Regions from separate parts of the Mus musculus genome. Here all the other regions are linked to region 1. Evidence: chromatin contacts called from public HiChIP or PLAC-seq and promoter capture Hi-C data. All regions are on one chromosome and are shown on one strand. Each heading gives the region's core, a stretch centred on a gene start, on an enhancer-like site or on the middle of the called end of the contact. The rest is flanking DNA. Distances are from core to core; before and after follow the strand shown. Region 1 holds the start of Fubp3 (far upstream element (FUSE) binding protein 3). Region 2 holds the start of Ciz1 (CDKN1A interacting zinc finger protein 1). Region 3 holds the start of Asb6 (ankyrin repeat and SOCS box-containing 6). Region 4 holds the start of Uck1 (uridine-cytidine kinase 1). Region 5 holds the start of Pomt1 (protein-O-mannosyltransferase 1). Region 6 holds the start of Prrc2b (proline-rich coiled-coil 2B).

Region 1 (3,179 bases), core at 301-2,800:
AAACAAAACAAACAAACAAAAACAAAAACAAAAAAACAAATTTATTTTACATTCAACTAAGGAGGCCCTGAGCTTCCTAAAGCAGCGACTGTAATTGTTAGTGGTCGAAGAAAGCCAACAAGATGGCTCTGACACTCTAGCATTGAGAGAGATCCAGTACATCTTACCAACTAGTGAAAAACAGGGTTCAGGGTCTTGTCCAGCAAAGGAAAACCATGCCCATGAGCAGAGCGGTGGATGCGGAGCTGGGCGCAAGGTCATCCATTACAATCATGGAGTAACTGAAGTATCATCACACTATTGGATACTCACTGCTCCAACTAGGCAGTAACAACCCACCAGAGAAACTTTTGGGTGAGTCCAACATTTGTGGTAGGTTATAAAACAATGTCTACAGAACCATCAGTATTAATATGCAAAGTATAGGGGAGACAGGTAGGGTTTCCTCGAAGGACTACTGGAAAGTGATGAAAAGACCCCATTTTCACGTGACCGGTCAAACTCTCCCAACAATGAGTCCTGTGGCAGGTATTCTACTAGGAACCAAACCGTCATTAGTTACACAGCCCGACTTTCAAAGAACCAGAGAGTTGACAAAGTCAGAGAAGATAAACATCACTGGATAGAGGAAAGTTTGAGCGTCGGGGTAACTTGTCACTAAGTTTCAGGCAAAATACAAGGACAATTTTGTACTAGGCACCATGCCAGGAGCCAGAGAGGTCCCATATTCATTCAGAGAAGCCTAAGTCCTCTAAAAAGCCAGTTTCACTGACAAAACGCACAATATTGCCAGATGGTAGTTTCACGGTCCGAACGAGTCCATCCCACACTCTTCCCAGTAGAGTTAAGACTAATCGCCAGAAGGAACTCTCGAGGACCACCCACTTAACACCTCCCCTTCTCTCTGCAAAATAGAGAATTTCAAATATAAAATATCCTCGAATTTCTTCCAATATGCTTGAAATGCATTAAGTGGAAGGCGAGGTTTCCCAAAGCTGCAGAAGCCACGTCCAGGGCGTGAGATGGATGCCTGGGGTCTACAACCAGGACCTGCTGGGATCTGAATCATGGAGAGCAGGCCGCTGGGTGCAGTCGGGCGCGCGGGCGCCAGGAGCGCTTGGCAAAAGCTTCCTCTGGCCCCGGAGCTCCCGAGGGAACCGCCCGGGCCTCCCGCGACTCGCGGCCCTAGGCGCCCACCGGAGGCGTCGGCGCAGCGGCCTCCCGCCCCCGGCCTCCCGCGCCCGTACCTGCCGGACCCGGTGCAGGGCATCCACAAAGCCCTCAGCCTTCATGCCCACCGGAGCGCTCTGCCCCTGCACCAGCTCCGCCATAGCCAAGCCCACCGCCACCGCCGTCGCTCGGCTCCCCCGGTCCGGCCTCCCACTCCGCTCCGGGACCCGTAGCCGGAAAGGGAAAGTCGCCCCACTTCCGGCGGAAGGGAAGCGAAGGGAAGGCACTGCTAGCTCAGAGGGAGACAGAGAGAGAGAGAGAGAGAGAGAGAGAGATAGGTTGGGGGAAAGCAGCGTCTGTGAGGCGGGGTCTCAAAGCACGTGACCGCTGTCCGGCCGGAAGTGGGGGCGTGGCCGTGGCGCGAGGGGGGCCTGCCCTGGGCACAGGCAGATGTCCGTCAAAAAGACCAGGTTGCGACCCCGCCCTCCAAAGGCGTGGGCCCCAGGCCTTTAGCAAGCGTGGGACCGCCACCGCGGCGCAGGTGCGGCCTTATAGTCCCCCGCTGTGTGGTTTTGCCACCTGACGGAGGAGAAACTTGGACTTGGCTCTTCCAACACCTTACCCAAGCCGTCGAGGTGCACTGGCAGCCCCCTCCCTCTCGAAGTGGGGTCGTGGTGTGCTGCATTGACTGAGATTGAGCACCTTACTTGGTACTAGGACCCTTAGTACGGCAGGGCTCCGCCTTTGCTGCAGGGAGTCCCAGGCTCCAGAATGGGCCATCAGTTTGCCAAGGATCGGTTTGATGACACTGCTCAAAAGAAGCCTGGTGTCCTCTTTCACATTCTTTCACCCGGGTAACAGGAAATACCGTGGGACCATCATTGCTTCCGGGCCTGCTGAGGCAAGAGATCTTTAGGAATGTTTGAATGCTTGAGGGGAAGGAAAAGGGGGGAGTCTCACTTCAGAACCCCCTGCCTCCGTCAGAACAAAAAGTTACACCCCACTGTGCCAATATGTATGGGCAGTGGGTTTGTACGGAAGTTCAGGAGTTCAAGGTCATGTTCTAGGTCACCCGCAGCTAGCTACTTGAAACTCAATTTACTATTCTTTCCTTCCATTCTTCGTTTCAGTGTGTGCGTGTAGAATGTGTCACCACATACATGTGAAAGTCAGAGGACAACTCCCTAGAGTTGGTTATATACTTCCACCATATGGGTCCCGGGAATCAAACAGGTTATCAGGTCTGGCAGCAAACACCCACACCGCGGAGCCACCTCATCAACCCTGAGGCTCTCGTTTTTTTTTTTTCTTGGATTCCTAGAGTTTGGCACATAGCAGATGCTTAGGAAACTAATTCTAAGTTGAATATCGCTGACTCTGAATGATTCCTAGATTATGGCAAAATCAAAGAAGCTGGCCAAACTGCACAGGTTGATCACTTTAGACAGATCATTTCCAAACCCGTAGGGGAGACCAAGCTGGCACTCTGGATGGTGGAGAGTTTTCACTTCATCTATGCTTGAGTTTAGCAAACACAGAGTTTCAATCTTCAGGACAGACTTGGCCCTACTTGACGTTTGTCCTACCAACCTCTGAGGAAACACTGTCCACTCTTCCATACTCCCAACTGGCTGGCCCTGATGAGTAGAAATGGGATGTTCTTCTATCCAGGGTCTCTTTATCTAACACTTATTACAAACCCCCTGTTGATTTGGTTGGCGCTTGGTATCTGTTCAATGAATACGTAAAGAATTTTGTCCAATGAGGACAGGGGAAGCATCTTAGACAGTGAGTGCAGAAATGTTGCTGCCACCACCCAAGTGGCCTACAGGCAGGAGCCCAGTCTAATTTGTTTACTAAAACATTGAGGATAATTTAAAGCTTTCAAGAAAGCACAAGTAGCACAGAGTTTTTGTTTTTCCCTTCTGCCCTTTTTTTTTTTTTTTTTTTTTTGGAAGGGGGGGTGTTCGAGACAGGGTTTCTCTGTATAGCCCTGGCTGTCCTGGAAC
Region 2 (3,179 bases), core at 263-2,762, 790 kb before region 1:
CATCCACGCATCTTTTGAAAGTCACCCCGAAAGGCTGTCCACGCTGGGGTCCTGGTAGGGATACCAAGTGATGGCTGTCTAATTAGCTTCTACCTGTGTTGTGACTATGGGCACATGGTCCCTCTTCTGGGCCTCAGGTTGCTATCCTCATTTGTAGAGGGGGGTTACGGGTGTGCCTCCCCTTAGGTTTATCAGCAGAGGCAGGAACGGCCAGCACCGTAGCCCGGTAACCCTGTACTTAGCAGAGTAGCCTGTGGACTTCATCTCCTGGGAGCCTGGTATCTTCATCTATAAGGATGCTGTTAGGGCCGCTGTGAGTGTTGGTAAGAATGAATGGGTTAGGAAGAAGCTGAGGGCCACGGGGAACTGCCATACCTTGCAACTGCTGTAGGAGCAAAGCTCTTTGCAGCATGGGGCCATTGAGCAGGGAGGTCGAGTGGAGGCCCTGGAGACTCAGAAGCTGTTGCGGGGATGACTGCTGGGGGAGGCCCCTGTGTGATGGGAGTAGGGTGTCAGAGGGGTCCTGGGAAAGCCATCTACCCGGAGGTCTCTCACCTCCATTCTCTCCATCTCAATGGCAGATGGAGGATCCCCTCCAAGGTAGAAACTGATGACATTTAATACTCAAACAAGGATGCCCCTGGGGAAAAAATAACTACTGGGAGCCAGGCTCCAAAATGTGGGTCTGAGCCGTCAGACCTCAGACTGCTCCTGGAAGTGGAAAACTCACCGGCTGACAGGAATGGACAAGGAGGCCTGTGGTGGGGACTGTTGCAGCAGCTGTTGGAGCTGCAGTATCTGCTGTTGCTGCTGCTGGAGCTGCTGCTGCTGGAGCTGCTGCTGCAACTGTTGCTGCTGCTGCTGCAACTGTTGCTGCTGCTGGAGTTGCGGGTTGAACATGGTGGCTGAAGGGGGTATGGTGGGTAGGGTCAGATCACCACTTTGGGATGATCCAGCTTCTCTCCCCTCCCAAAACACCCACCCCAGCATAACGCCTGCTAAGCTTCACCGCTACACAGTCCCACCCACGCCAAGAGCACGCTGCATTTATACCCGGGGCTTCGGGGCTTCCAGTTCTTCCGGTCAGCTGCCAGAACAGGATACACACACAGACACGCCTTCAGTTCTTTATCTTCCCTCCCATCTCTTCAACTCTGGCGGTCCAACCTTCTAATCGGAGCACACCTTTCCACTCCCATCTCCTGCCTGTCAGTCACTCTACACTTCCTGGTGCTTCCCGTGCACACTTCCCTGTTTTGGATTCCGCTGTCCTCTCCCTAAATTGTGTCACTTAAATCCATGAACCCTGGATGGGAAACGCTTCCGTCCGCCGCAGCACACCCCCACCCCGCTCCGTTGTCCCTCATCCCTCCACTCCCTTCCCTCGCAGATATAGCCAACGCCACTTAACTAATCCTGTGGCCTCGCCTGTCCACAAAGCCCGTAGGCTCTCTGCAAGTAGCCGCTATCCCTGCGGTCCACCCTTCCCGGGGTGCCCAACCCTCCTCCACTGTCGCTTCCGGGGCGGGCACCACACTGGCTCCCCCTCACCTCCCGGCAATCCACGAAAACCGAAACCGTGAAAGCCACGAGCTGACTCGTAAGGCGGGCTCCGGAGCTCCCGGGCTGCTCGGGACGGTGACCGGACCGGGACACTCCGAAGGCCCAGCGGCTGGCCACTCCCGCGCAGAGCGCCCTCTGGAGGTGCGGAGGCCTCAGCGCGGACGCCGCGGCGGGCGAACAAGCCTCGCGCGCAGGTCACGTCGCGGGGACCGCGACCAATCTGCAATCGCTAGAGCCGCGGTGGCTCCCAGGTGCTATGAGGCGCCGGGCAGCGTAGGCTCCTGTCCCCAGATCCCAGCATCGGGAAGGGGCGATTCTGAGTTCCCACGGCCGTCTGTTTATCTGGCAGGGGCAAAGGGGACCGACAGTCGGTCAGATCCCAACTGACCTCCCCAATGCCACCACTGTCCCCAGATCCCGAGCCCGCGTGGGGCTGGGACAAGAGCAAGCGGGCGCGCGTATGTGTGGTGAATTCAGCTTTAAAAAAATAGTTTTGTTTTTTACATTTTTTTAAAAAAGATTTAGTTTATGTGTATGAGTGTTTTGAACGTATGTGTATCTGTATATCGTGTATATCTTGTACATCCTGGAACTAGAGTTAGAAACATTTGTGAATTGTCTTGTGAGTGCTAGGAATCGAACCCAGCTCCTCTGCAAGAACAAGTGCTCTTAACCACTGAGCTATCTCTCCTCATCCCCGTTTTTTGTTTTTTTGTTTTTGTTTTTTTTTGTTTTTTGTTTTTTTTTGGTTTTTTTTTTTTTTGGTTTTTTTTTTTTTTTTTTTGGTTTTTGGTTTTTTGAGGCAGGGTTTCTCTGTATAGCCCTGGCTGTCCTGGCACTCACTTTGTAGACCAGGCTGGCCTCGAACTCAGAAATCCGTCTGCCTCTGCCTCCCGAGTGCTGGGATTAAAGGCGTGCGCCACCACGCCCGCCTCTCACCCCCGTCTTTTAAATATGTATTCTTATTTCAGGTGTATGAATGTTTTGCCTGCATGTATGTGTGTGTACTTTGTATGTGCCTAGTGCTTGCAGAGGTCTAAAGAGGGCATCTGATCCCCTAGGAAGAAGTTTGTGGATGGTTGTGAGCCACCTGTGGGAGTGCTGGGAGCTGAACCTGGGTCCTTTGGAAGAAGAACAAACGTTAACCACTTAACAAGTTCCCAAGCCTCTGATTTCCTTTTCCGTTTCATTGTGTTGTGTAGCAATGGCTACATATGGAAACTCACTATAGACCAGACTGGCCTCGAATTCACAGAAACCCGCTGGCTTCTGCCACCACGTCTGACACAGTTACTTTCTTTAATGGCTCTTACCTGCCCCTAAAAAGGTCCTGCCACTGCGGACACCCCTTAGCCCCACTGGTCTTGGCAATTCTTTTATCTTGTTCATCCCCCCACTTCGCGCCCAGTGTAGACTGAGAGGACTGGCCGCTCGGCGGCGCTAGGGACCGCAGAGGACAGATCACTACTGCGCAGTCAGGTGACTGCGCTAACCTGAGGCTCGGGACTCGCCCGGGGGTAATGGGCTCAGGAGGCGAGAGTTCTCGCTCCACTGGGACCTCTTTCGCAGTTGTTGGCGTTAATAGCACTAAAGTGGCTCATCCTGGCCAGAGCGAG
Region 3 (3,179 bases), core at 315-2,814, 740 kb after region 1:
AGCTCTAGTCTGGGGACCTTCAAAGTGACCTTATTTGGAAGAAGGGTCTTGTAGATGTCAGGAGGCTAAACTACTGCTATTCTGGATCAGGGCAGCCTCCAAAGCCAAGTGCTGGAGCCACTGAGGAAAGGAGAAGTGACCTGGACAAAGGCACAGACCCAAAGCAGGAAGCCACGATGTCCAGTCTTCATGGTGCTGGGTATGGAACTCGAGGCATTCTGCTCGGTGAGCCAACTCCCAGGCCCAAAGGGGAACTTTTTTTTTTTTTTCCCCATGAATAGGGATGTTTTGCTTGCATGGCCATATGTGCATCACTTTTGTGCCTGTGCCCACAGCGTCCAGAAGAGGGCACCAGATCCCCTTGGCCTAGAGTTATGGGTGGCTGTGAGCCACTATGAGGGTGTTGGGAGCTGAACCTGGGCTGATCAAGATCTCTCCAGTAACCTGCCACCCTCCACCCGACTCCTCCCCCCTCTTGGAGATAGAGCCTCACTATGTAGTCCTGGCAGGCTAAGAACAGAACCTAGGTCCTTTGCAAGAGCAGCCAGTATTCCTAATTGCTGAGCCATCTCTCCAGCCCCTGTACAGATTTTTTCCCCATTATTCCCTTAACAACCCAATAAACAATGACCAACCTGGTGTTTACTCTGTTGGGTGCAGAGTCCCATAGAGCTGAAATAGGTCATGAGAGGAGCTGTGTACCCATTCTGTGTAAGATCCTTGGCCACTGGGTTTGGTGTCCTGGGCTATCCTGGAACCAAGCCTAGCATCCCAACACTTGAGAAGTGGAGGCAGGAAGGCTCTTGGTTAAAACAAAGAAGAAATTTTGTTCCAAGCCAGTAACTCTATGGCAGATGGCAGGTGCCAAGCAGAGAGAACACAAGCCCCCATAAGGGATTGGAGCTACACCTATGATGGTGCAGCCTCAGGACCATTGACACCTCCCCATAACTGACCTTTTTAGAGTCATCAGGGCCTTGCCGCAGGACTCAAAGTTGCAGCCACTCAAATTTGCGTAGGGGGACGCTACCTGGTACAGTCCTTTCTGCTATGTCAAAGCTTCCTCCTGCTCAGGGTCTAGGCAAGTGATATTATGCCAATTTTCCAGATCAGGACATGAAGGTTCACAGAGTCCCTCCAGTGAAAAGTGGGAAAAGTGGGCAGCCTGTTTGGCTAGGCGTCAAGGGACAGAGAATAAGGAACTGCCCCCAGCGTCTGTGGGGAAGAGTTGGGGTGCAAGATCCTCATTACGCCACTTGGTCTACACAGTGGAGAAACTGAGGTGGTTGCAGCCTTTCCTTAGAGAGTGGCCAAAGTCAAGTAGGCTGCAGAAAGTAGTGTTCAGGCTCCGAATAGGGCCTGTGTCACCTCGGATTGGAGCCAGTCAGTAGCGGGGCCGCATGCCCCGTCGGAGCTCAGACGCCCTTCAGCGGCCTCGCGGGGAATTTCAGTGCGGGGCGGAGCCGGACAGTGATGATCGCCGCGAGGTCCTCCCCGGCGGCAGGGGGCAGTGTGACTCACATGCTCCCTCAAAGGCCCGCACGGACCGGAAGTAGGAGTGGTAGGATAACTTCCGGTGCGGAACTGGGGCCTGGGAGGATTGCTCACCGGCGCGGGGTCTGAACCGGTAGATCGGGAGGTGGTGGCCTGTGGGTGTCGGAACACGCGGCCGACGCCATGCCGTTCTTGCACGGCTTCCGCAGGATCATCTTTGAGTACCAGCCCCTAGTGGACGCCATCCTTGGCGCCCTGGGCATCCAGGATCTGGAGCGGCAGGAGCCCCTGGATGAGTAAGTCGCTGCGGTCCTCTGTGGTTGTCGCAGCGGGAGTGGGAGCTGCGTGGCCGCGAGCTCGAGCTCCAGCCTGAGGCGGGCTCGGAGTGTCTTGTAGGGCAGAAGACCCGGGCCTCTGCTGCCTGTGCATGGATGCTGGAGACGTCCTGGCTGGGGCCGACCGGACTTTCGGCAGACAGCAGGCCTCTCCGAGAGCCTCTGGGGAAGCAAGCCGGTGTGGTCCGTGTGCCCTGTGCAGACCTCCTTGGGTACTCGGAGCGCTACGCCTTCGGAGTGCTTGTGCTACAGAGACAAGCGAGCACCCAGACCGGCATCGCGGTCTGAGATGCAGAGTAGGGTGGGGCAGAGGAGCTAGCAGTCTCACCAAGGATGTCTTTTCTAAACCACATCAGCCCTTTCCTCTGCGGCCTACTCTGTAAATGCAGTGCCAGGCGTTTTTAAGAACTCGGAGGCGGGGCCGCAGGGCTGCACAACAAGGCGCTACTGCCCTCCTTTGGCGGAGCCCAGCATATTTAGGAGGGCTGCCCCAGATAAGCGTTTTGTGTCCGGGCGTTGGTCAGATCTTAGGGCCCACCTGTTGCAAGAGGTCTGGTGGGTGAGATTAGGGCGAAGAGCAAGTAAGGCGCGTCGTGGCCAGGTGACTCTGAAGGTGGTGTTTGGGCCGTTGTCAGAGCTGGGGTAACATATGGAACAGCGTCCAGGCCCAAGATGCACTTAGTAGGTAGTTTTGTCTAGGAAGGGTGAGAGCTTTAGGGCTACCCTCAAGGTGGTGTGAGAGAAGATGGGGCAGAGCCAGCACTTTGACAGCATGCTGAAGGATGGCTTTGAAATCACTTAATGCTTTTGACCAAGAAAGAGTTGTGCCCCACAGAGCATGCGCAGCTTGTGTGGATGCTTGTGAAAGGGCACACAGGCTAGGGCCACTGGCCCCCGTGAGTTCCCACTTTCTCTGTTCTGCCTCTTGGTGCACAGTTCTGCTTCCAGCGAGGAGAGCCGGATCCTGGTCCTCACGGAGCTGCTGGAGCAGAAGGCTCACTCTCCATTCTACCAGGAAGGCGTGAGCAATGCGTTGCTGAAGATGGCTGAGCTGGGCCTGACCCGGGCAGCTGCTGTCCTTCTGCAGAGTGGGGCCAACCTCAATTTCGAAGGTCAGCAGCATCCTGAGGATGGGGGTGGGGTGAGGAGGACTAGGCAGCCAGGCCCAGCCACTGCTTTTCCTCCGGTCTTTGGGGTGACTTCCCTTGTTCTTTTCCTGTGGGTGTCTTTCTGGGGGCTCTTAGCGCCTCTACTCCCACATCTTCCAGATCAATCCTTCTACCATGTAGAGAATACACTGGCAATGCCCAGAGCTAAGGGCAGGTGATTTCTCTGCTCTGAGCTGTCCTG
Region 4 (3,179 bases), core at 303-2,802, 690 kb before region 1:
TAACATCCATGCCTAGAGAGGCTCGAGGGACAGCTAGGTGGCATCTGGGTGGCATGGCTGTTCCTTGCAGTCCTGAGTCTCATGTTCATCGCCTGACTCTCACAAGCCTGTCTGAAGCTGTTCCTTCAAAACGAGCAATCCTTTTCTCTCAGTCTTTCCTTCCAGGCTCCCACTCTGGCCCAGGCCATCTAGAGACTTATGATAGAAAAGTCTGGTACAAATTAAAACAGGCCTGGATGAGGCTGGGTCTTTCAGGAGCTCTGGCCACTCCATGGTTGTCTTAAGGCCTCAACCAAGTGCTTCAAGTCTGTGCTGACATAAAAGCAGTTGGGCTGGTGGACTGGCAGCACCTCTGCTCGAGGCAGGCAGCAAGACTGGAGAGTCCAGCAGCGTCCAGGTAAGTGCTCCACCCCATTTCTCAACCCCCTAAGTATTCATAGCAAATGAACGTCAGGAGCAATCAATGCTCACAGGAAGAATTGAAGACCAGGCATGATGGCGCACGCCTTTATTCTTAGTACTCAGGAGGCAGAAGCAGGAGGTCTCTCACTGTGAGTTCAGAGCCATTCGTATCTCCTTTGCAAGTTCTAGGCCAGCTTGGGCTACGCAATGAGACATTTGTCATAAAGAAAGCAAAACAACAACAACAACAACAACAGAATTTAAAAGCCAGGTTGTTGGAGTTGGAGTGAGAGTTGGAGTGACTGCTCTTCCAGAAGCCTAGTTTCAATTCCCAGTACCTACTGGTAGCTTTTAACTGTTAGAAAGTTCACTACCAGAGGGAACCGACTCCCTCTTCTGGTCGCTGTGGGAACTCCAAGCATGTGGTACAAAAACACGGGCACGTAAAACAGCCATACATATAAAGTAAAGTGGAAAAAAAAAAAAGTGTACTGCTCTTGCATAGGACCAGAGTTCAGTTCCCAGCATTTAAAATGGGCAGCTCACAACTGCCTGTAACTACAGCCTTATGGGGATCTGACACTCCCCAGGCACTTCAGTCATGTGCACAGACCCATAACACACACACAAGCACATATAAATAAAATTATTATAAATATTTCCTTTTTTTAAAAAGCCAGGCATGGTGGTACATGCTTGTTACTCCCACCCTCAGAAGGCTGAGGCAGGAGAATGTTTGGGGCCAGCCTGGGCTTCAGAGTACCAGACAGCAAGGGCTATGCGGTAAGAATCTGTCTAAAAATCAAGAGATTTTAACAGATTCATAGATACTTAAATAATGCGCCAGGGAGAGGGAGGTCTTCCTAAGTGTCTCAGGATGACACGTTCTCACGTGGCAGGAGGCACTGATGGGGTTAAGCATAAGGCAGGGACGGTCCTAACCCTGTGGGTGACAGGATCTCGGCTGTGCTAGGGAAATAGGGGTCAGTGGGCTGGAGACCTTGGTCTAGTCCAGCACTTGAGTGTGCGTCTCGTCGGGAGGTGGAGCCCCATCCAGGCCCCGCCTCCAGGTAAAGGGGTCATTCTGGAGTCACTGAGGCTCTTCAGGGACACGGCCTTGAGTGCCGCGCCTCATGCGCGCATGCGCTCATGTCCCCGGAAGCGATGCGCACAGCATCCGTCACTACGTCCAGGCGGGAGCGGGCAGAGTCGGTGAATGTATGTCCGTCGCTCCGGATATGGCTTCGGCGGGAGGCGGCGGCTCGGAGAGCGCCGCGCCCGAGGCCGATCGTCCCCAGCCGCGGCCGTTCCTCATCGGCGTGAGCGGCGGCACCGCTAGTGGCAAGGTGAGCGCCCTGCGCCTGGGCCTCGCGGAGGGATTGCCAGGCCGCTGGTTGGGGCGCCATTGCCTCTGGCCCAACCGCGGCACCTGTTGCTAGCAGCTAAGGGGGTCGTCCCCAGGGGCTGGCGGGTCACTCAGTGCACAAGCTCACTTTTGGCACCTTCTGTCCCCAGTCAACAGTGTGTGAGAAGATCATGGAGCTGCTGGGACAGAACGAAGTGGACCGCCGGCAGCGCAAGTTGGTCATCCTGAGCCAGGACTGCTTCTACAAGGTTCTGACGGCCGAGCAGAAGGCCAAGGCTTTGAAGGGACAGTACAATTTTGACCACCCAGGTACCTGGAGAATGTCTGCCTGGAGAGCTGGGGGTAGAGGATAAACTGCTGTGAGATATGGGCTCTACAGAGATTGCAGACTGCCAGACAGATACAGAGATGTGTATGGATGCAGACTGCTGGACCAGGGCTGTAGGAGATGTTTGTTGGATGCAGACTGCCACCGAGGCTGTCCAGGGATGTGTACATAGGATGCAAAGTGCCAGACTGAGGCTGTCCAGAGAGAACTGCTGGACACCAACTGCCAAGGGGGGCGGGGATTGAATGCAGCAGCAATGGGGCTCCGTGAAACATTACCCTCATTTCCCTTGGTAGTGGGCCCACAGAAAGGTAGGGTTTGCTGAATTCCATGAGCCTGGAGTGACTCAAGATTTTTGCTAGAGCCACTTAGGAAGGAGGAGCCAGGAGATGTTGAGGATCGCTTCTTGATGTGTTGAAATCTCTGCCTGGCACCTTGTTGCTGAGGAGCCCTTTGTACACCCTACCTACCGCCTGCCTGACCTTTGGATTCCCCAAGCTGTCTCGGGGCAGTCAGTCTTCAGGGAGGCCAGTTGTAGAAACAGAGGTTAATCTGGGGCTCAGGCCTTGGAGCTTCCTGGCCTGGTAGGGGCCTGTGTTCCTGAAGGTTTAAGCTTTCCTAGGGACTCCTGAAGGTCAGAGAATAGGACTCTTAACTTTGTTTTGCCAGATACAGAGGAGCAGAGGCTCAAATGATCTCTTTCCCCCAGTGTCAGCCAATCAGAAAGTCTTTGTTCCAGTTTCTGGTGGGACAACCTTACCCTTCATCCTGGGGTGTGCTGTGGGGTCCTCAGCACCCCTGGCTCCCAGCTGCGCTGCCCTTGGGCAGAGGTGGTCCTCCTCCTCTGCTGCACCAGAGCAAATGGGCAGTTTGGGCTTCTCCTGTTTTTGTAGATGCTTTTGATAATGATCTGATGCACAAGACCCTGAAAAACATTGTTGAAGGCAAAACTGTCGAGGTCCCTACCTATGATTTTGTGACCCACTCAAGGTAAGCAGGTGGTTCCTGGGAGGGCTGTCACACCCAGTCCCGTGGTGGGTCCCATCGCAGTCTGTTTCCATGGACTGTCCTCTACTCAGGCCC
Region 5 (3,179 bases), core at 292-2,791, 660 kb before region 1:
TCACCTTGACTACATTTGGAATGATCTACAATCCAGAAGTTAAGTGTACATCTATGAGAGATCTTTTGCTTAAAATGGATGGATCCACTTCTCGTCTGGACCTTTAAGGCAGGAAGGAACACTAGTTTAATCCAGATTTTGAGGTGGGAAGACACACCTTTAATTTGCACCACACCTGCTGAAAATCTATTTAAAGACACAGAAGTAGGAAGTTTTCCTCTGAGCCTGCTTGCCCTCGCCTTGCTAGCAAGACCATTCCTTCCTTGGCACTAGAGCCCACTTCTTTGGGAAGCCAGAGTATACTGAAGACCAGCTGAGACACCCAGCCATGTGGACTGAGCAGAAAACTACTGGAGTCCTGGACTTTTCCATTCACAGTCAGCGATTGTTGGATTAGCTGGACTGCAGCCAGTAAGTCGTCATTCCAATAAATCATATGTATATATGTATACTATATTATATTTATTTACATATACACACATGCAAACATAGTGTTCTTCTTAAGTTGTTACTCTAGAGAACCCTGAGCAATACACTGCTAAAACATCCATCACCAAGAGATCCAAGAAACCCAGAATGTCTCTCTTTTGCACTGTACGGCAAGGTGATTCCTGTCACTAATTACAATGACTCTTGGATCATTGACTCTCCTCCCCGATCTCTACTTACACCACAGCCCGAGGGTAGGAGAGTTGCCATAGTCGGGTAAGTAGTCCCAGGCCAGTCAGAGCTACCAAGTTCAAATTGATGTCAACAGTCACCACTAGAGGCCGTTTCAAAAATCTTAACATTTTGCAGAAAAGCCAGCTCGGGAGGACTCCCTGGAAAAGAGGGAAAGAACTACCATTAAAGTAAACGGACAGCAGCCCGGGAAGGCACAAACGAGGCCACAGGGTCCTAAAGCCGCCTGGCGTCACGATGAATTTACAGCATAGCGGGTTGGGTTAATAGAACCAGAAGGACTCTTCCAGAACATACCTGTTGGAGAATTACAGTTGTGTTCAAGCACAGGGTATACATAAAAACATCTGAGGGGTGAATTCAGGAATCTCAGAACTGGATACTCATTTCTACAAGTCATTCCAAAAACACCTGCTGGGCACTTGCTAGGAACAAGGCTGCTAATGAATGAAGTGGCCTCTCCTGTCCCTTCCCAATGTGGTTGAAAACTAAGACCCTGAGGAGCTCTGGGCACTGTCATAGCCCAGTGACCTGGATGGACTTTTCCCTCTTCTGGAGGCATTCCTCTCCTCCTAGAGTTGCTTGTGCCCCGAGCCCGTTCTTTCTCTACAGTTCTTCCCACTCTGGCTTTTACAAGAGGCCGCCCTGGAAACGACTTGCTCAGCCAGGATCCGAACATCCACCGTCCCTAGCGCGCCGCCCCTAAGCCGGATCCCAGACCCCAGGAGGGCTCTCAAATCTGGCACTCCAAAACCTACGAGCGTTTCTTCGAGTCCCGTAGAGTGGCTCCCCATGTGGAGCCAGGCCTGCGAACCGCCAGGCAGGATCGACCGTTGGGGGCGAGGCCGCTCGATTACTCTGCAGCGGCCACGGATCGACGCTCAACTAGTTGTGTCTACGCGGCCGACAGACTCTGAGACGCGCGTGCGCAGCCGGAGCGCGAGGTAGTGGCGCGCATGCGCGGCGTGCTCACCGGCCATCAAAGTTGGGCATACTGACTGTCCTATCCTTAGGGCTCCCTTTCCCCTTTTTAATAAAGCACAGTGTGTTTCCACAAGCTGTTCACGTGCTCGGAGCTCTCCGTTTCGGGCCTCGCGTCTACTTTAGCGGTTTCGTTAAGCAGCGCGTTAGCTTACGGGCAGGAGTAAGAGCTTTGAAGCCTCGGGTGCGTTGTACCTCCTGGAGCTGTGTGAGTGGTGGATCGCTTTTTCTCAACTCTTCCCACACTGGAATGCCTACAAGCTGTCTGTCCCTCCTCCTCCCCAAGGTCTCAGGCTCGCTATGTAGAGGATGATGGCTTTGAACTACTGCCTTTGCTTCCCCAGCGCAGGTATTACAATCATGCCTTTTTAGGTGGGTGGGTATTACAATCACGCTCAGATGGCAAGCCAAGCCCGAACCGACTCCAGATGTTTTGCCAAAATTCAGTTTTTACAAGTTAGCTTAGCATTGGGTGACATCCGGTTTAAGATTGTAGCAATGGGGCTGGGCGATCGCTCAGTGGTTAGGAGCACTGGATGCTCTTAAAGAGGTCCTTAGGGATTTTCTTCTTCTTCTTCTTCTTTTTTTTTTTCGAGACAGGGTTTCTCTGTATAGCCCTGGCTGTCCTGGAACTCACGCTGTAGAGCAGGCGGATTTCTGAGTTCGAGGCCAGCCTGGTCTACAGATATACAGAGAAACCCTGTCTCGAAAACAAAACAAACAAAAACAAAAAAAGAGGTCCTTGATTCCATTTCCAGCATCCACATGACAGCTCAGAATCATCTGGAACCGCAATTCCAGAGAATCTGGCACCAGGCAGTCAAGTTACCACAGATACATATAAAATACATTAGTCAAGAGTGCACGGAATTGTTTGTTCATCGTTTAAGCATAGTCTACCCAAGTTCCTGCAAAGAAAGGGCGCCAGAAGATTGGAGAGCGAGCTCTTTGGGTTCCAAGTTTAGTCTGATCATGTAAGTCATGCTGGTGCTTCAGGACAGCTCGTGGGCACTCAGCTTCAGGAGGAAATTGTGTTGCTTGCTGGAAACCTGAGGTATGTATGTGGCTTTAAAAGCTAGTGGATGCTACTACCCAGACCCTTGCCTGTTCTGTAGCAAGAGGCTTATGCCTGGGGGACTGGGATTTCTCATGCACTGCCTTTGGCACTTTGTTTTTTTTTTTGTAATGCTGGCTGGCCTACAACTGTATGCTCACCAGTGACTTCTGAATCCACACCACCCTTCACTAGTGTTAACAAATGACATTTGATAAATAAAATGTCCCGACAGCCCTGTACCTAGGTTCCAGGCCTCAGTGATGACTGAGCCTGAACCTATCTATATGAATCCCCCTGACCTTTCCTGCCCCAGATCTAATTTTTTCTTCCACAGAAGTACAGTGCAGTCCTCCACTTGTTCCTATAGAAACCCAGATAGCAATCAGGCAGGAAGTACAGGATAGGATGGTCATGGGTTGGCCCACAGAGAGGACAAGGCTTCTTGGTGCTGCCCATTTTC
Region 6 (3,179 bases), core at 296-2,795, 580 kb before region 1:
AATTATTTGCCCATCCCCAAGGAGGGCAGTTCTCTTCCAAAGTCAAGACTCCCGAGTTCCTGTCTCTTCTCCTATCCATCCTATACAATTCCAGCCCACTGAAAGCCAGACAACCCCCTGCTCTGACGGGGGCTACTAACGCAGTCCGTGCCTCCTCCCCACTGAGGCCCAGCACTAACCAAAGTACCTACGGATGTGGGTATTTTGTTGGGTTTTCACCATGTAGCCCAGGCTGACCTGGAACTTCCAGCAGTCCTACATCACCCAATGTTTTGAATCCCTTCTCCAACGCTGCCACTTCAAACCAGCACCTGTGGCATGCCCCAGCATGGATGACACCACAAGTGGCCAGCCTTCTGTCCTAGGTTGACAGCACAGAGTAACTACAGAGCACCGACGGCTTGCCAAGTCATGCCTCTCTGCCTGTGAAGGCTGAGTAGTCCCTCGGTGGCAGCAAGCATCCCACTCCACAGCCTGTACCCCTCAGGTCCCAGCTTGCACCACGACGGTGCAGACATTACGATACAAAGCAAGCCCCTGCGGTTGTACTGCTGAGAAAGGGCGCTGAGGCTTCAGACAGACGGACAGAAAACCCAAGTGAGATATACAACGCAAACAGACAACACACCGAAATACACGCTAACCTTTCCAGGAAAGAAAAAACGTAGGTGAAATTTAACTACCCTGCAAAAGACAGCTTTATAAAGGTTTCTCCCAGGCAGCCATTTAGCAAATGACACACTCCGGAGAGCATCGGCGCCCCCCTTCTCCCACTTCCTTCAAGCTCACCATTGCCTGGGGAAGGGGGGCGACACCTATTCTTGCCTAACAGTGGGCTTCATCCCCCCACGATATTTACAAAGAAGAAAGGAAAGCAGCAGCGTCCACTTTTATGCAGGCAGATCCTCTCCAGAGAGGCCCACCATCTATCTCAATAGGTCTGCATTTCTCTCTTAAAAGGTAGACGAAGAAAAAGAAACAAACAAAAAAATCAATCTGGCAGGCCCCGAGCAGCGACATCCTGTTTATCATTAAACATTTTTAGCAGCGGCTCCGGGTGCCGTGAAAACACCACCCCGCTTCCCTCAGCCGAACCCACCCGAGCCGGGGCGGCGCTCGGCCTGCGGTTCCGGGCGGCCTCGGGGTCCCGCGTCCCCCACCCCGGCCGACAAGGCCGCCGTCCCCGGGCGCAGGAGAGCCCTCGGGCTCGATCCCGACCCCGAGCCTTGCCCAGCCCCGCTCGGCCCGCCGTCCTCCCGCCCTGGCCGCGAAGACACAACAATGGCGAGCTGGGGAGCGCCGAGCAGGCCGCCCAGGCCGCAGCCCCGCGCCCGCCGCAGCGCACCGCCGCGGAGACAAAGCGCAACCCCGGCCTCTGCCCTGGCCCCGGCCCCGGCCCACCTGGTCTGCGTCCGCGCGCGACGGGCCCGGGCGATGGCGGTCGGGCGGCGGCCGGGCGCGGGGGCGGCGGATGGCGGCGGATTGCGCGGCGGCGGCGCGGGGCTCGGCGCTCTGCGCTCCTGCCTCTGCCTCCTCCTCCTCCTCCCGCTCCTCGGCGCTCGCTGGAGCCTCGGCGCTGTGGCTCGCCGCCGCCTCCCGCCCGCGCTCGGCTCCCCGCCCCCCGCCGCCGCCGCCTCCGCCTCCGCGCCGCCCCCGCCCGCCGCCCGCACGGTGGCCCGCGCAGCGCCCCCTGCTGCGTCGCCCCTGTCCCGGGAGGGAGGGCGGGGGAGAGGAGGAGGGAGAGCGCGGGGAGCGAGCTGGGCCGCGGTGCAGAGGGGCTGCGGAAGAGAGGGACCTAGATGGAGAGGAGGCTCGGCTGGAGAGGGGACGCGGTGGAGAGGGACCTTGATGGACAAGGGGCTTACGTGGAGAGGAGGCCGAGGTGGAGAAGGGGCCCAAATGGAAAGACCTTGATGAAGAAGGGGCCTAGGTGGAGAGGGACCTTGATGGAGAAGGGGCCTAGGTGGAGAGAGACCTTGATGGAGAAGAGGCCTTGGTGGAGAGGGACCTTGATGGAGAAGAGGCCTTGGTGGAGAGGGACTTTGATGGAGAAGGGGCCTAGGTGGAAAGGAACCAGGAGAAGGAGGAAGCCCTGGTGCAAAGAGGCTGCAATGGAGAGGACGGCTCAAATGGAGAAAAAGTAAAGGAACTGGGGGGAGAGGGGGATCCCAGTAGCAAGATACATGGATGGAGATGGGGTCCCAAATCAGAGGGGTCTTCATGGAGAGAGGCTCCTGGTGAAGAGGAATCTCAACGGAGAGTGGATCTGGTTGAAGACCACCCCCACCCATGGAGAAGGCCTCCTCCATGGGTGGGGGAGGGGCTCTTGAAAGAAGCAGACATAGACTGGGAGGGGACCCCAGGGAGAGCTCTGGGGTGAGAATGCAAAAGGGTGGGGAGAATGGGGAGGACTCAGCACCCTAAAAGGCAGGGGATGCAGACCTGAGAGGGAGGGGGGCTCAGAAGAGGGACTGAACTTGGATCCTGCTCCCACCACCCCCAGAGCTCTAGAGCCTCTTGACAGACAAACCTGACAGCCTGACAGTCCTGACCTGTTAGAATGTGTGGAGGGAGAGGGGGATCCCAGTGGCAAGATACATGCAGGAAACACGCAGAAGTGGTACGGCAGAAGTGGTACGGCAGAAGTGGTACGGCAGAAGTGGTTCGTTGCACCATTCCACAGCAAGGTCTCCCTTCCATAACAAGTGCACCGTATAGACACTTCACCTTTTTTTGTTGTTGTTTTATTTTGTTTTGTTTTTCAAGACAGGGTTTCTCTGTGTATCCCTGGCTGTCCTGGAACTCACTCTGTAGACCAGGCTGCCCTCAAACTCAGAAATCTGCCTGCCTCTGTCTCCCAAGTGCTGGAATTAAAGGCTTGCACCACCACTGCCCGGCCACTTCACCCTTTTTAAAACATGACATAAACCACCCCACTTGGGTGTGTATTCGTGTGAATGCAGAACAAAAGGCCTGGGAGAGAGACTGGCTCCCTTCGAGGTTACTGTGCAGTGCTAGGTTCTCCTTATCTATTCCAGATATCCTAGCAATTAAAAATAACATTCAAGAAACAAGAACATATATATGGCTGGAGAGATGGCTCCTCAGTGGTTAAGAGCACTGACTGCTCTCCCAGAGGTCCTGAGTTCAAATCCCAGCAACCACATGGTGGCTCACAA

The links. Promoter capture Hi-C pulls out the DNA fragments that hold promoters and counts their contacts. HiChIP or PLAC-seq counts read pairs in DNA pulled down with a chosen protein or histone mark.
Region 2: a contact with region 1 is called in a promoter capture Hi-C map of liver, with 4 times the contacts expected there. The contact joins the promoter of Ciz1 here to the promoter of Fubp3 in region 1. A contact is called at or near these places in 2 of 39 promoter capture datasets (both in liver) and 1 of 484 Hi-C or Micro-C datasets (muscle stem cells).
Region 3: a contact with region 1 is called in a promoter capture Hi-C map of liver, with 3 times the contacts expected there. The contact joins the promoter of Asb6 here to the promoter of Fubp3 in region 1. A contact is called at or near these places in 3 of 39 promoter capture datasets (the SN4741 cell line and liver).
Region 4: a contact with region 1 is called in an H3K4me3 HiChIP or PLAC-seq map of fetal liver, with 3 times the contacts expected there. The contact joins the promoter of Uck1 here to the promoter of Fubp3 in region 1. A contact is called at or near these places in 2 of 39 promoter capture datasets (liver and stem cell-derived epiblast-like cells), 1 of 115 datasets of contacts at active chromatin or transcription factors (fetal liver) and 1 of 9 other capture datasets (adipose tissue).
Region 5: a promoter capture Hi-C map of liver shows a contact between it and region 1, with 2.8 times the contacts expected there. The contact joins the promoter of Pomt1 here to the promoter of Fubp3 in region 1. A contact is called at or near these places in 3 of 39 promoter capture datasets (cranial neural crest and liver) and 1 of 9 other capture datasets (adipose tissue).
Region 6: a contact with region 1 is called in an H3K27ac HiChIP or PLAC-seq map of embryonic stem cells, with 5 times the contacts expected there. The contact joins the promoter of Prrc2b here to the promoter of Fubp3 in region 1. A contact is called at or near these places in 1 of 39 promoter capture datasets (liver), 1 of 484 Hi-C or Micro-C datasets (embryonic stem cells) and 3 of 115 datasets of contacts at active chromatin or transcription factors (embryonic stem cells and pancreatic cancer cells).

What each region holds. Positions count from the first base shown.
Region 1 is chr2:31,571,022-31,574,200 of GRCm38.p6, reverse strand. Fubp3 (far upstream element (FUSE) binding protein 3) reads right to left here and starts at 1,550. Exons shown (of 18, transcript NM_001033389.4): 1 at 1,248-1,550. The coding sequence starts at 1,331.
Region 2 is chr2:32,361,531-32,364,709 of GRCm38.p6, reverse strand. Ciz1 (CDKN1A interacting zinc finger protein 1) reads right to left here and starts at 1,512. Exons shown (of 17, transcript NM_028412.2): 1 at 1,412-1,512; 2 at 731-905; 3 at 376-491. The coding sequence starts at 900.
Region 3 is chr2:30,826,685-30,829,863 of GRCm38.p6, reverse strand. Asb6 (ankyrin repeat and SOCS box-containing 6) reads left to right here and starts at 1,564. Exons shown (of 6, transcript NM_133346.2): 1 at 1,564-1,790; 2 at 2,766-2,941. The coding sequence starts at 1,678.
Region 4 is chr2:32,258,478-32,261,656 of GRCm38.p6, reverse strand. It overlaps Uck1 (uridine-cytidine kinase 1), which reads left to right and starts at 1,552. Exons shown (of 7, transcript NM_011675.2): 1 at 1,552-1,748; 2 at 1,918-2,077; 3 at 2,990-3,086. The coding sequence starts at 1,623.
Region 5 is chr2:32,235,002-32,238,180 of GRCm38.p6, reverse strand. Pomt1 (protein-O-mannosyltransferase 1) reads right to left here and starts at 1,541. Exons shown (of 20, transcript NM_145145.2): 1 at 1,440-1,541; 2 at 670-821. The coding sequence starts at 1,475.
Region 6 is chr2:32,149,514-32,152,692 of GRCm38.p6, reverse strand. Prrc2b (proline-rich coiled-coil 2B) reads right to left here and starts at 1,545. Exons shown (of 32, transcript NM_001159634.1): 1 at 1,402-1,545.